Regions from separate parts of the Gossypium hirsutum genome. Here regions 1 and 2 are each linked to region 3. A link is a contact called in public Hi-C data. All regions are on one chromosome and are shown on one strand. The core of a region is the stretch at or near the end of the contact, and the rest is flanking DNA. Distances in the headings are between cores, read along the strand shown. Region 1 holds the start of LOC107901855 (pyrophosphate--fructose 6-phosphate 1-phosphotransferase subunit alpha). Region 2 holds the start of LOC107901869 (putative hydrolase C777.06c). Region 3 holds the start of LOC107901863 (exocyst complex component EXO84C).

What was found. A called contact is a pair of places that touch in the nucleus more often than the background predicts.
Region 1: a Hi-C map of leaf shows a contact between it and region 3, with 2.0 times the contacts expected there. The contact joins the promoter of LOC107901855 here to the promoter of LOC107901863 in region 3. A contact is called at or near these places in 3 of 34 Hi-C or Micro-C datasets (all in leaf).
Region 2: a Hi-C map of leaf shows a contact between it and region 3, with 2.4 times the contacts expected there. The contact joins the promoter of LOC107901869 here to the promoter of LOC107901863 in region 3. A contact is called at or near these places in 2 of 34 Hi-C or Micro-C datasets (both in leaf).

Annotation. Positions count from the first base shown.
Region 1 is chrD06:53,158,165-53,162,456 of Gossypium_hirsutum_v2.1, reverse strand. It overlaps LOC107901855 (pyrophosphate--fructose 6-phosphate 1-phosphotransferase subunit alpha), which reads left to right and starts at 1,650. Exons shown (of 4, transcript XM_016828014.2): 1 at 1,650-1,808; 2 at 1,893-1,958; 3 at 2,641-2,801; 4 at 3,332-3,769. The coding sequence starts at 1,778. The coding sequence ends at 3,454. It overlaps LOC107901854 (a long non-coding RNA gene), which reads right to left and starts at 1,420. Exons shown (of 2, transcript XR_005914606.1): 1 at 867-1,420.
Region 2 is chrD06:52,727,892-52,731,824 of Gossypium_hirsutum_v2.1, reverse strand. LOC107901869 (putative hydrolase C777.06c) reads right to left here and starts at 1,721. Exons shown (of 10, transcript XM_016828030.2): 1 at 1,431-1,721; 2 at 710-845; 3 at 488-615; 4 at 57-204. The coding sequence starts at 1,642. It overlaps LOC107901870 (a long non-coding RNA gene), which reads left to right and starts at 2,530. Exons shown (of 4, transcript XR_001685479.2): 1 at 2,530-2,867; 2 at 3,640-3,762.
Region 3 is chrD06:52,918,072-52,921,935 of Gossypium_hirsutum_v2.1, reverse strand. It overlaps LOC107901863 (exocyst complex component EXO84C), which reads left to right and starts at 2,092. Exons shown (of 7, transcript XM_016828020.2): 1 at 2,092-2,388; 2 at 2,922-3,016; 3 at 3,135-3,864. The coding sequence starts at 2,290. It overlaps TRNAK-UUU (transfer RNA lysine (anticodon UUU)), which reads right to left and starts at 1,988; the gene lies at 1,916-1,988.

The DNA of each region.
Region 1 (4,292 bases), core at 401-2,900, 240 kb before region 3:
TTCTTCCCTTCCCTTCTCCTGTTGATCAAGCTTCTTGACTCTCTTTTTTAGTGTGTTATTAATTAGTATGTCAATAAATATCAACTTCCTTGCAAATCTTCTATGCTAAATAAACTAATTAGTATGTCAATATATATCTGTTGAAATATAGATGGTAGGGGAGTAGTTTTAGATTAAATTGATGAAACCTTTCGTTTTTACATGAAGTTGATGGAAATATGCAAAGAAATCTCAGTAAAACTCAAATTATAGCACCTCGCTCTTTAACAGAGAGCGTTCTATTATTCAGGCTATTAATTTCTACCCTCTAAGAACATTTTGAGGCTATTAATTTCTAGTCTCAAAAACCAATTCTTTAGTCAATTGAATATGGTTAGCATACGAGAAAATGAACGAACAAAATGGATCATTATCAGTGAAAACAGGCAACACATTTTCAAACAAACGAACAAACAAACGAATCAATATCAGTGAAAGCAAGTGGAACAAAAACATAATTCAATAAAGATCTTATCATTGTTTCGTTTTTCCTTACAATTTGAAGGATTTGAAGGATCATAATCTCGTATCTATATGTGTGGGGTAAAGAAAAACCACAAAAACACCTACATTTGAAAAGGGAAATTCAGACAGAAGGATACTAGGCATTCGAAAATGGTGTAAGAGGAAAATGAATTTTAGTCCATGTCTTGTAATTTATTACTATAAAATAACAAAACCAGGACAACACATGTCAAAATGAAGAAATTTTCTTCCTAAACAAAAATGGATCGGTGGCAAAAAATGGATCTGACCACATACAGAGAAAATACTAAACAAAAAATGGATCAAATCGCAAATGAGGAAATTTGAAACAGATCCGTTACCTACTGCTCCGATAAAGGCTTGCACTGCAGCAGCTGCGATATCCATTCGTCCAGGTTCCAATACGAGTTCGAACCCACAGAAAACCATGGTGATAATCGACAGAGAGGAATAAAGGAATGAAGGAGGAGAGTGGGGGATTACTGGAAAAAGATAAGAATGAAGTTTTCTAACAGAAATGAAGGAATGAAGAAGGAAGGACTGGAAAAATCGATAGAGAGGAAAGCCAGTAAAACGTCTTAGGAAAATTGAAAGGAGATGACATTTTTCCTAAATTGTAAGTAATTTTACCCGTTGATTTTCTAAATGAAAAATATTTTCCGCCAAACAAACATCGAAAAAGTTAGAAATAATTTTCCAAAAAATTATTTCCGTCAATCAAACAGACTCTAAGTTAAAAGTTTGGGTGTTTTAAGTTTAAATCTTATTCAACTCATGTTTTCTTGAATTCTAAATTTTTTAAAGCTTCAAAATTTACTCTCTCTTTGGTACTTTTATGTTTGGGATTCAGGATTGTCTTTCTCAATAATATTATTTTTAAGATTCGAACTCCGTTCTTTTATTGAAAATACAATGTGTCTTAGCACTGCATTCAATATTTAATGACTCAAAATTTTACTTTTTATGTCAATATAGATTTGATCAAACTATCTCTCGGTTAAAATGGATAAGGGGAAAAAGGAAAAGAAAGAGGGCTTTCAAAGGAAGACCAATAAAATCTCGAATCTCGAATTGCAATTTTCTTGGGCCTAGCCCATGTTAAATCATTTTAAATCAGGGGGTAAACTTGTAACTTGCGCATGTTTCATGGAGATAGGCTGACAAAAATATGAAAAGTAAGTAAACTGCTATGGAGCTGAAGGGCAGGTAGGATTGTCCAATTCAAACAATCTTTTTTCTTTTTTAGACGAGAATGGATTCGCTTGATACGCTTGGTTCTTCTAGTAAGCTGTTACATTTTCATTTGGCTTAAATTTTTTTCAATTTTAACTGGTAATATTTATCTGAAAACTTACTCCCATTGGCAGAATGCCGCAAAGAAGAAAGAACCCCAATGCATTTTCCTACTTTATCTGGCTGGATTATAAATCATGGTACTTTATTATTATTATTTTTTGTATTCAAGGTATTTGAATGATTTGTTTTCTGATACCAAGTTAGTCTATCTTGAGTATGATTAAATAAAATCATTTTACGCTAGAATCTGAGGATTTCATGGTGACTTGTAAAATTTTACTAGTTAAATTGTATATTGCTTTGCACACTATTGATATTCTAGATGCTAAGGAGAGTTTTAGCGTGGTTGGAGGAACTTTTTGTGATATGGGAGATTTGAATAGCCATCTCTGGTACATAATCCTTAGGCTACACAATAACAGAGAGATTCCTTTGTTGTGTAATAAATCCTTCAGCTACACAATTTGCTAAGCTTTAAAAAAACCGATTTTTGTTGTCCTTCATATTACAATGAAAAACGTTTTTCTGTGGTTCTCAAGCAAAACAAAGTCAAATTTGCTTGAGATAGACATAAACATCCCTGTCACTGAGCCCTTTGTTTGAGACTATGGAGTATGGTCTTACTCCTGCATAACTCGTTCAAAATCTTCTTTCCTTGTTTCTTCAGTTTTTATTCATTTCTTTTTCATTTCTTCTTATTCCTAGTCAATAACAAGCATATGAAATTTGGTGGCAATAGCCCTCTGTCTTTTGACACAATCCATAAGATAATCCAATATACTGATGCCTATGACAATTGTCTATCTTGGGAGCAAACAGAAGAATCAGATAACATAAACAATGTAATGGATGAGCTCTATCGAGAAGCAGGAACCACATTGTTGGAAGAACCAGATTCCAGTATGGAGCTTATGGATACGCACAGAGAGGATGAAGATCACATTAGAAAGATAAAGGAATTTCAGGATTACCTTCAAATGGTATATATATACTTACCCACTTACCCCTTCTATTTTTCATCTTTTAAAAGTTTTGGCATGTGAAATTCTGTTAGCTCTTGGATTGTGTATTGTTGGTAATTTTGTGGCTAGCAAACATGAATTCCTTTTATTGACGGGCAGAAAGAAGATTAGTGTAGCAGTATCCACGTTGATTAGATTACTGCCTTCTTTAGTTCAGATATGAACATTTTCAGCTTGGAAATATGTTTACTATAAAGTTTTGAGTTAATGGGTTCACATCCTTGCTGATTCATGCTCTTTGAACTCAACCGGTACATTTCCGTTCATTGAGAAGGCTTAATTTCTTGGATCTATCACAGTCCGTATTTTATATCAAAATTTGACTCAATGCTCTGGTTTTCACAGGATGGGCATTATGTACGTATATTTTTAATATTGGGGCATATCTAGTTTTGTTTCTTGTGAATCAAATTGTGTAAATTAAAAACCTTCTACAACTTTTAAATAAGTCTAACCCTGAGGTTAACCTAGAGCTTGGTATGTTGCAGGTGAAGATAACGATTAAACCAGGTTGTTCAGAAGAAGTGTTAAAGGTGGCATTGAATTCCATGTCCTCGCTACTAGGCATACTTGCTTTCATGTCATATCCAAAACACCGTTCCTCACTGTGAACAAGAATTAACTCGAACACCATGATCTTGTTGTACACCAAGGATGAATCTGCTACTGGCATTTCCTTTAGAAGAAAATGCACGTTGCAAAATTTCATGTCTGTATCTCAGTATTAAACTTTTATGTTCCACCAGTTGTAGTCACCTAGTTGTCTGGACCAGCTTTTACGTTAGAATTTATCTAAGAAGCAAAGATTTGTTCAAAGATGGTTAGCTTCATTCAAGAACGTGGGAATGCTCAATACCTGTAAGTTGACAGCACACGACATTATGTATTGCAAGCGTCAGAAATATAGTTTGATGATTATTGTTCAATTATCTGGATTACTGAAAACAATATACTAACTTGTCTTGTGTCAACCTTGAAGCAACGCATTCTTTAGATTTGAAAATTCGTGTATCAATGTTTTATATTGTATTTTTCTGTCAACTAGGCAAAATTAAAAATAACACAATCATTATATGTTCCAAAATCTTAAACATGAATATTATAAATATGTGTTATTGTGACAATCATGTCTACAACATTATTTTCATATTTTTTTAAGTTACATTTAATTATATCAACCATTTCAAAAGAAATAAATTATCATAAACACTGACCTTAATAAGTCAAATTAACTCAAGCAGCCAATTAGCTCATATTTTCTCTTGGTGGGGTGTAGATGGGGGAGCTTCCCTTATAACGGTACAAAGGATAGTAACATAGTTTTAATTCTTGGAATGGATTGAACTAGTAAATTGCTCATTTTTCCAACCAAATCCTAAGATGTTTTATTCTACCAAAAACTAGTCTATCACTGTGGGACCAATAGGGAGTAATAGCAATCAGATTTAT
Region 2 (3,933 bases), core at 472-2,971, 190 kb after region 3:
CATATGAATTAGAGATGGCAGAGATGTTATATTATCTAAGGAGACAGGGGACTGACTGGCAACGGAAAAAATTTCAGTCCTGATGCAACAAACGGTTTGTCATAGTGCTCCTCTATTATCTTCCAGTCAAGCTGTGCCACCCGCCTTACTTCTTGGCCTTCTCTAAGTTTCTTCTGAACCAAATACGGAAATTTTGTGGCAATGCTGTTGGACACAAACAAAGAAAACATCAGCCAAGGTTTGCTTGAGATAGGACAGCATAAAACGTAAGACATCCTTTCTACAATTTACAGCCAGTTTGGACAATCTGCTCCAATTCTAATGTCTTGAAACCTTACTTTTGACTTTGCTATTTAGAGCATATTATACCAATCTCTCATATTATACAAATATATGAACAACATATATATTGGTAATGTATCTGCATAACTGGAGATAGAAAAGTATTTATGCACAATAAAACCAAGAATAAAAATTCATATTATACCTATCCATTGAATGTCGAGTTAGGTAAATGGCGGTGGGATCAATATCGTTAGTAGGACTATGAGGTTGGATGGCACGAATATCATCCAAACCAAGAATTGCATCAGCATGTTCATGAGTCAAAACAATCTAGAGTTCACAAAAGGAAAATTAGTACTAGTTTGGAATTGCACTAGTCAATAAACTAAATATAAGATGGTCACTATGCCAAGCTTAAACTCACAGAATCTACTCGAGGAATCTTGTGGAAAGTGAACCACCGAAGAACTTGTTCCCTAAATGTCTTGCCCACATCAATAATAATATAATTGCGTATACCATCGCTGGAACAATAATCTATAAGCAAAGATGTATTGCACCTGAAAGGATAAAAAAAATCAAAGCTGGAAAACCTTAAATTTCTTTGAGAAACTATAACCAGAAATTATCACATAATGAAAGCACAGATGTGGAGAATCATTTGAACTTGTGAAAATGAACAAGATTGTTAATTATATTCCTAAATCGCATCGCAAAAATATTTTATTTTTACATTAAGATTTCTTCAATTAACAGAATCTATTATAAAATGCATTTTTATCCAAGAAATTACAGTATTAAAATATTTTTTATATCAGTTATTATAGTACTTGAATTATCAATATTTTTGTCATTGTCAAAAAATTTACTTTTGCACGTTAATTGTGAGGACTTGTGCAGGAATTGGGTATAATAAACAAATGAATCAATACCAAACTTAAACTAAGTTATTTTCTTTGACTACTAAATTAACAGCAACAAGTTACCAACGATATTTCATAAATTATTTAACAAATATCAAGACAATATTGATATCACACAAGAATGACTAGTGAACAAAATGCACGGAAAAGTTTAGATCTGCGGTATAGAAGAAATTGTATGCACAATTAAATTTTATGGAAAAAATAAAGGGGAAAGGAGACCTGTAATTAGGGTTACGATCGGGGGGAATGGAGAGGGATTGGGAGCAGACTTGACAGGGAGGATCAGAGGGCTGAATCAAGCACATAGCGTTTGGGACGGCACTGGAGCAGCCGGTTCCAAGAAAGATCAGAGCCGATCCATCACCACTGCGACCACCGTTTCCAGCGGCACCCTCAAGAGCTCCATTTTGGAGCGGGTTTTGGTTTTCCATTATTATTATTATTGGAAATTTGAGGTGCAGAAAAGAGAGGATGAATGGGGAAGAAGAAGGTTAAAGAGGAAGGAAGTAATTTTATCAAAGGTGGAGGGCATTTATAGGGAACAATCCGCCTGAAAATTTTAACAGCTCCTGCCCTTTTACTTTTTTGCCACGTGACAGTTGTTCAAAACTTTTTAGGGTAAACTAACTAGTTGATCACCCAACTTTTAAGATGCTTTCATTTTGGTCACCTATATAAAATCCTTCCAATTTGGTCACCCAACATTTAGGGTGCTTCCATTTTAGTCAACTAAGCGTTAACTATACACGCCATATTATGTTTACACTTTCATTTTAGTCATCCGACTTTTAAGTCGCTTTCATTTCGGTCACCCAAAAAATATCTTTGTAAAATATTGATTGAGTTAAAAAATCAAATACTAAAATAAAAAAATTAGTAAAAACTAAAATAATAAACAAATTTTATGTGTCTATTTCATTGCCAAAAATTCTAAATTTGAATTTTGAAATATAAAATTTTAAATATTAATATTTAAAAATTTATCAATGAAAATTATTATCTTTAATAGTTTTTCATGAAACCAAATTTCTTTTAATTATGTGATATTGAATCTTCCATGCTAAGCTAAAAGTAAAGAAAAATCATTGTAATTAATTAATTTTATCTTCTATTTCAAACAAAACTCGTAAATTATTTCATCACTTTTTTATCAAATGAAGAACATGCAATTAATTCAAGTATCTTTTCATTTATTTTTAGTTTAGCATAGAAGGTTTGAGATTATATAATCCATAAAAATTTAAGTATTGTAGAGAAGATTATATAATCCATAAAAATTTAACATTATATTTGGTTGGTTGTAATAGTAATGTATTGCAGCCTAATTCAGTGGGCCTATTACTAAACCATTGTTTGGTTGGTTGTAACAAGCTATTACAGTCATATTCCATTACGGGATTATTCAACTCAAAATGCATCATACCATTCAGTTCTCTTCGCACTAAATGGTGATTTAGGCCTCTCCCTTTTTCATGTTTTTTTCCTCAACTTTATCTCTTCTACACTTAATTTAATTTTCTTTTAATCACATTTCCTCCCAACCTGCTTCGCACACCCAAAACCTTTTTCTCTTCAAAATTGGAAATTCCTGATAGCTTGATCCACTGAAAAAAGAAGTGAAGCATTTTTTGGATGTCTCGCAAGATCCAAGATTCGGTAAGTTTTAATTGAGACTCAAATTTCAAATCCCCTAGATCTGTACAGGTTCTTATAATGGGTTTTGGTTTATAGATCTAATCTCCTAATTCTTAATTTGTTCGATACTTTTTTATTAAATTGTGAGCCTTTTGCACTAATATGAATCTTTTATTTTTCAGTAGTTTCTATTGAATTGCTATTTTATGTTATTCATTGTTACTTTTTTTTATAGTGTATATGGATTTGTTGCTTTTAAAATTGATTTCAATGGAATTATTGTATAATTGCGCTTGTGCGTTTTTTTTTGGATTTTTATTATTTCAATGTATCTAACTTAGATAATGGCTAAAGAATTGCATACAACTCCATTTTCAAAATTCCATTCCCATTATCTTTTAATAGAACAGGTTTCATCTTTGTTTCTCTTGATTGGGTATCAAAATATTGTTCCTTTATGTTCCAAATTAAAGATCCTGTCATTGTTGAAACAGAGGAAGAAACAGAGTTAAAGAATGAACTACAAAGAACGGTGATGAAGATTCTTGAAGATAAGGATAGTGTATTTTGAGATAAACAATTATGCATATCAATGTATGAATTAATCAATTGAATTCGAATAAAATTCAAGAATTTATAAGTTGATCGATTAATGTTCAACTATGAACCATCTAATTCATTAGTAAAATAACAAAAAAATGTATAGAAATGAAACCTAGTCCTTACTCACAATCAATGCTACATATCATGCTTTCTATTCTTTAACCATTACTGCAATTTCATCCTTTTATAGCTACAATGACAAGTCCAACATATATATAACTCAACTCAATTGATGGACCTTTGATCAGAAATTGATCAAAATGTGCTTTCAAAGGATTACAACTTTGCAGTGAAGTCTTCATCTCTTAAGAAGGTACCTTTAATTTTTATGTAGGATCAAAGACAGAACATAAATCAAGACATTTAAGGAGCTAAGTAAAATAGTGCGTTGACTCTCATACTTAAATCTTGACTTTATTTGATTTGCTCTTTCTATTTTTTGGATCATTTATCAACCTTATAGAAATATTTTTGGATCTGATTA
Region 3 (3,864 bases), core at 843-3,342:
GCTCCCCAATCGCCAGATTGAACAGACCCGGTGACTGGGTACCCGTCCACCGGCAATCCCAATTACAGATTGACATCTTCCAAAGTGATAGTGCACTCTCCACATGGAAGATGGAATGTGTGCGTCTTGGGTCTCCACCTCTCGATCAACGCACTAATCAGTTTCGGGTCCAACTTCCATCCCTGGCCTACCGTCGCCACGTGCCAAAAATCCGCTTCCCGCAGGTAATTCTCTACCAACAGTGATGAAGGACCATGCATATTCCGGATATAGCATTCCAATATCCGATTTACAGAATTTTATAACAAATAATAAATTAATAATTATCTAAAAATGCATAAATAAAAAATCTTAAATAATATTTAAAAAATACATTTAACACTTACCATTTTCATTTGTTTGACAGATATGTACATGTTATCAAGACGAATCAATTCTCCAGCCATTGCTAAATTCGTACAAATTTTTACGATTTAAAAAAAAATTAAAAATAGGGATTTAAGAGAAATTTAAGAGGAAATTGAGAGCAAATTGATATTAAATATGGATTTGAGAGAAATTTGGAAGGAAATTGAGAGCAAATTGAGAGGAATTTGAGAAAATAATTGAGAGAGGATTAATTTGTGAAAAAAAATGAAAGGGTGGGGGGTTTTATAGGTTTTTTTTTACCGTTGGGGGGGCAACAGTAAAAAAAATGAACGTTAGCACTGTTTACGTGCGGAACAAAACACGCCCACATCAGCGCGCTTACGTGGATGCGTTTTGTTGCCACGTAAACAAAGCGCGCCCTCAGGGATGCGTTTTCCTGACACGTCCCGCGAAATCGGCTGACGTGGATGCGCTTTCGGGGAAAATGACCCATTCTGGTAAATAATAATATACCGGGCCCATTTCCGTAAATTTAAAAAAGAATGGCTTTTTATGGTATTTTTTGCCCTATTTTATGGGATGGTGACGTAACAATTAAAAAAATAGTATAATATTAAATTTAACCTTCAATTTTTATATATTTTATCAATTGAGTAATATTTAAAAAAAAAAATCAACTTCATCTCTCTTCTCCTTCCTTTGAAATCAAACTAGCTTCAAATAAAGATCCAATCATTTTAACACCCGAAGCTAAAAAAAAGAAAAATAAAAGAGCTGAAACAAATACAATATGGCGAAAATAGAAAAGAACCTAAAATGCAGATGAGAAGGGGATGATAGTCTGGCTTAGCAAAAACATATATCAACTCTCAATCTATATTTTTTCTGCCATTTTTATTTAATTTATTTTTTATTCTTCTGAAATGCATCAAAATCAGGGAAACAGTAGACCTCTGAGGCTTCTAATTCTTCTCTCTAATCATTAAGAAAGAAACATGTGTTTTTATATGGTGTATGTTTCCACCGTATGCCTTCTTTGTGAGCTTGAATGCTGTTGATAGACTCGTAAAAGTTACTGATAGGCGGTAACAGTCCAAGCATACAACTAGAGACAGGAAAGAGGAGCAATGGCAACAGAGGAGAGACGAAGAGGGTTGAGGGTTATTATTTTTTAAAATATGATTAAATCGATATAAAATATAGAAGTTTGAGGACTAAATTTATTATTATATTAATTTTTAATTTTAACGGTATTTAACCTAGAATCAAAATACAATCACAATTAATTAATTGAGTGGCCAAAAAAAAAATAAACCTATAGTTGAGTGACTTACGCTGTAGTTTACCCAAAAGAAATCATGCTACGGTGAAGGAATTTGCCGGGGACAAGCAGTGATGATGATACAGTTTTCCGGAAAGGAAAATGGAGGGTGGGATGATGGGGGCGCACAGAGATAAGATGCTTATGCATTGCACTGGAACACGAGCATAATCTTTCTGTCTCGTGGAGGAAGTAAAAGCGAAAACTGAAAAATTATAAAATTTTCACCGTCTGTGGGAATCGAACCCACGACCACGTGGTTAAAAGCCACGCGCTCTACCGGCTGAGCTAAGACGGCTCATTGGCTATAAAAGTAATTTATTTTTACTTAATGTATATTATTATGGTAAATTTCACAATTTCAAAGAATAAAAACTAATTTGATATCCGATATAAAAAATATAGTTAGAAAAGTAAAGAGATTAAAGACTAAACATGTTGGAAAGTGGCAGCAAAAGGCAACAGCATATTAACATGTTGCTTTTTGCAGTTTGGTCCGTAGTCAGCCCGCCCTCCTCGCGATAAACGATATGATGCTACTTCTCAAACTCTCTCATTAAAACCAATAATTCACACTATCTGTTTTACTCTTTGATCGAATGATGGAGAGCAGTGAAGAAGATGATGACTTCCCTTCCATTGAGAGCATCACTCCCCAGTCCAAGATTGATTCTGTTCACCAATCCCATACTGAAAAGGTCTTCTATTTGTTTGATTGTTTCCCACTCTTTGTTAAAATGTTTTTCCATTTTAGATCTTGGATTCAAACTTCTCGGTTTTCTTCTGCTTTGTTCCCCATTTCTCTACCTCGACTTTCTCTTTTACTGTGGATTTCTTTACTTTAATTTGGGTTCTAGTCAAATTTCAGGGAAAAATTATAGCTTGTTTTTCTTTGTTTTTCTATGTTGGAAGTAAGAAAGAAAGGTATTCCCAGGGATTTCGTTGCTTGGGTTTCTTCGCACTAAGTGGAATCTATCAAAATCACTTATTTATTTGATGGCGTAGTAAAAATGGATAATTTATCTGTCTATTATTTTATATGCTTTATTGATTAAACACTGGGAAAATGGGGAACAAATATGAAAAAAAAAAAACTATTTTTCCCTTGTTTTTCCTGCCCCTAGTTCGTCCTTTTACAAGCATGCATGCATTTACCTGTTTCAGCCATGATTTCCTGATTTGACATCTTGCATATTCTTTATATGTAATTTTGGACATTTTGGTAATGCAGGGGATCAGAAAACTTTGCTGTGAGCTTTTGGATTTGAAAGATGCTGTGGAAAACTTATGTGGGAATAGGCGCACAACATACTTGGCTTTCTTGAGGTCAAATAAAACTGTTCCTATTTACCTTTTTATGATAAATGAAAATCAAGTTGAAAAGTTTCTAATTATTGTTTTATTTATTTCGGTTGAGTAAGTTTGATTGTAATGGTAACTGTAGAATGTCTGAAGAAGTTGTTGAAATGGAGCACGAGTTGGTTGAGCTACGAAAGCATATCTCTTCTCAAGGGATTATTGTGCAGGATCTAATGACTGGGGTGTGTCGTGAACTGGAAGAGTCGAACCAGGAAAATGCTGATACTAATGACACACCACTAGACCCTAAGGTCGATGATGTTCAAGAAGAAATGGATGACCCCAAGAAAAAATTCCTGGAGAAAATCGATGTTCTTTTGGCTGAACATAAAGTTGAAGAAGCACTGGAGGCTTTAGAGGCTGAAGAGAAAAATTTCTCTGGAGATTCTTCAACTGAATCATCTTCCTACAAGTCTTCATTTCTAGAAAGGAAGGCAATGCTTGAGGATCAGCTTACTGAGATTGCTGAACTACCTGCAGTTAGTGCTAATGAACTAAAGAAGGCATTATCTGGTTTAATTAAGCTTGGGAAAGGTCCTTCAGCACAATTATTACTTCTGAAGTCTCGTGGTTCCCGCCTGCAGAAAAACATTGAGGGTTTTCTTCCTTCATGTTCTGTCTGTCCAAAGACATTTCCTGCCGCACTGTCCAGGCTTGTCTTTTCTATGATCTCATTAACAACAAGAGAATCTGGTTTGATATTTGGCGACAATCCTGTCTATACCAATAGAGTTGTTCAGTGGGCAGAGTGGGAAATTGAATTTTTTGTACGTTTGGTGAAGGAAAATGCACCACCTTCAGAGACAATTTCTGCA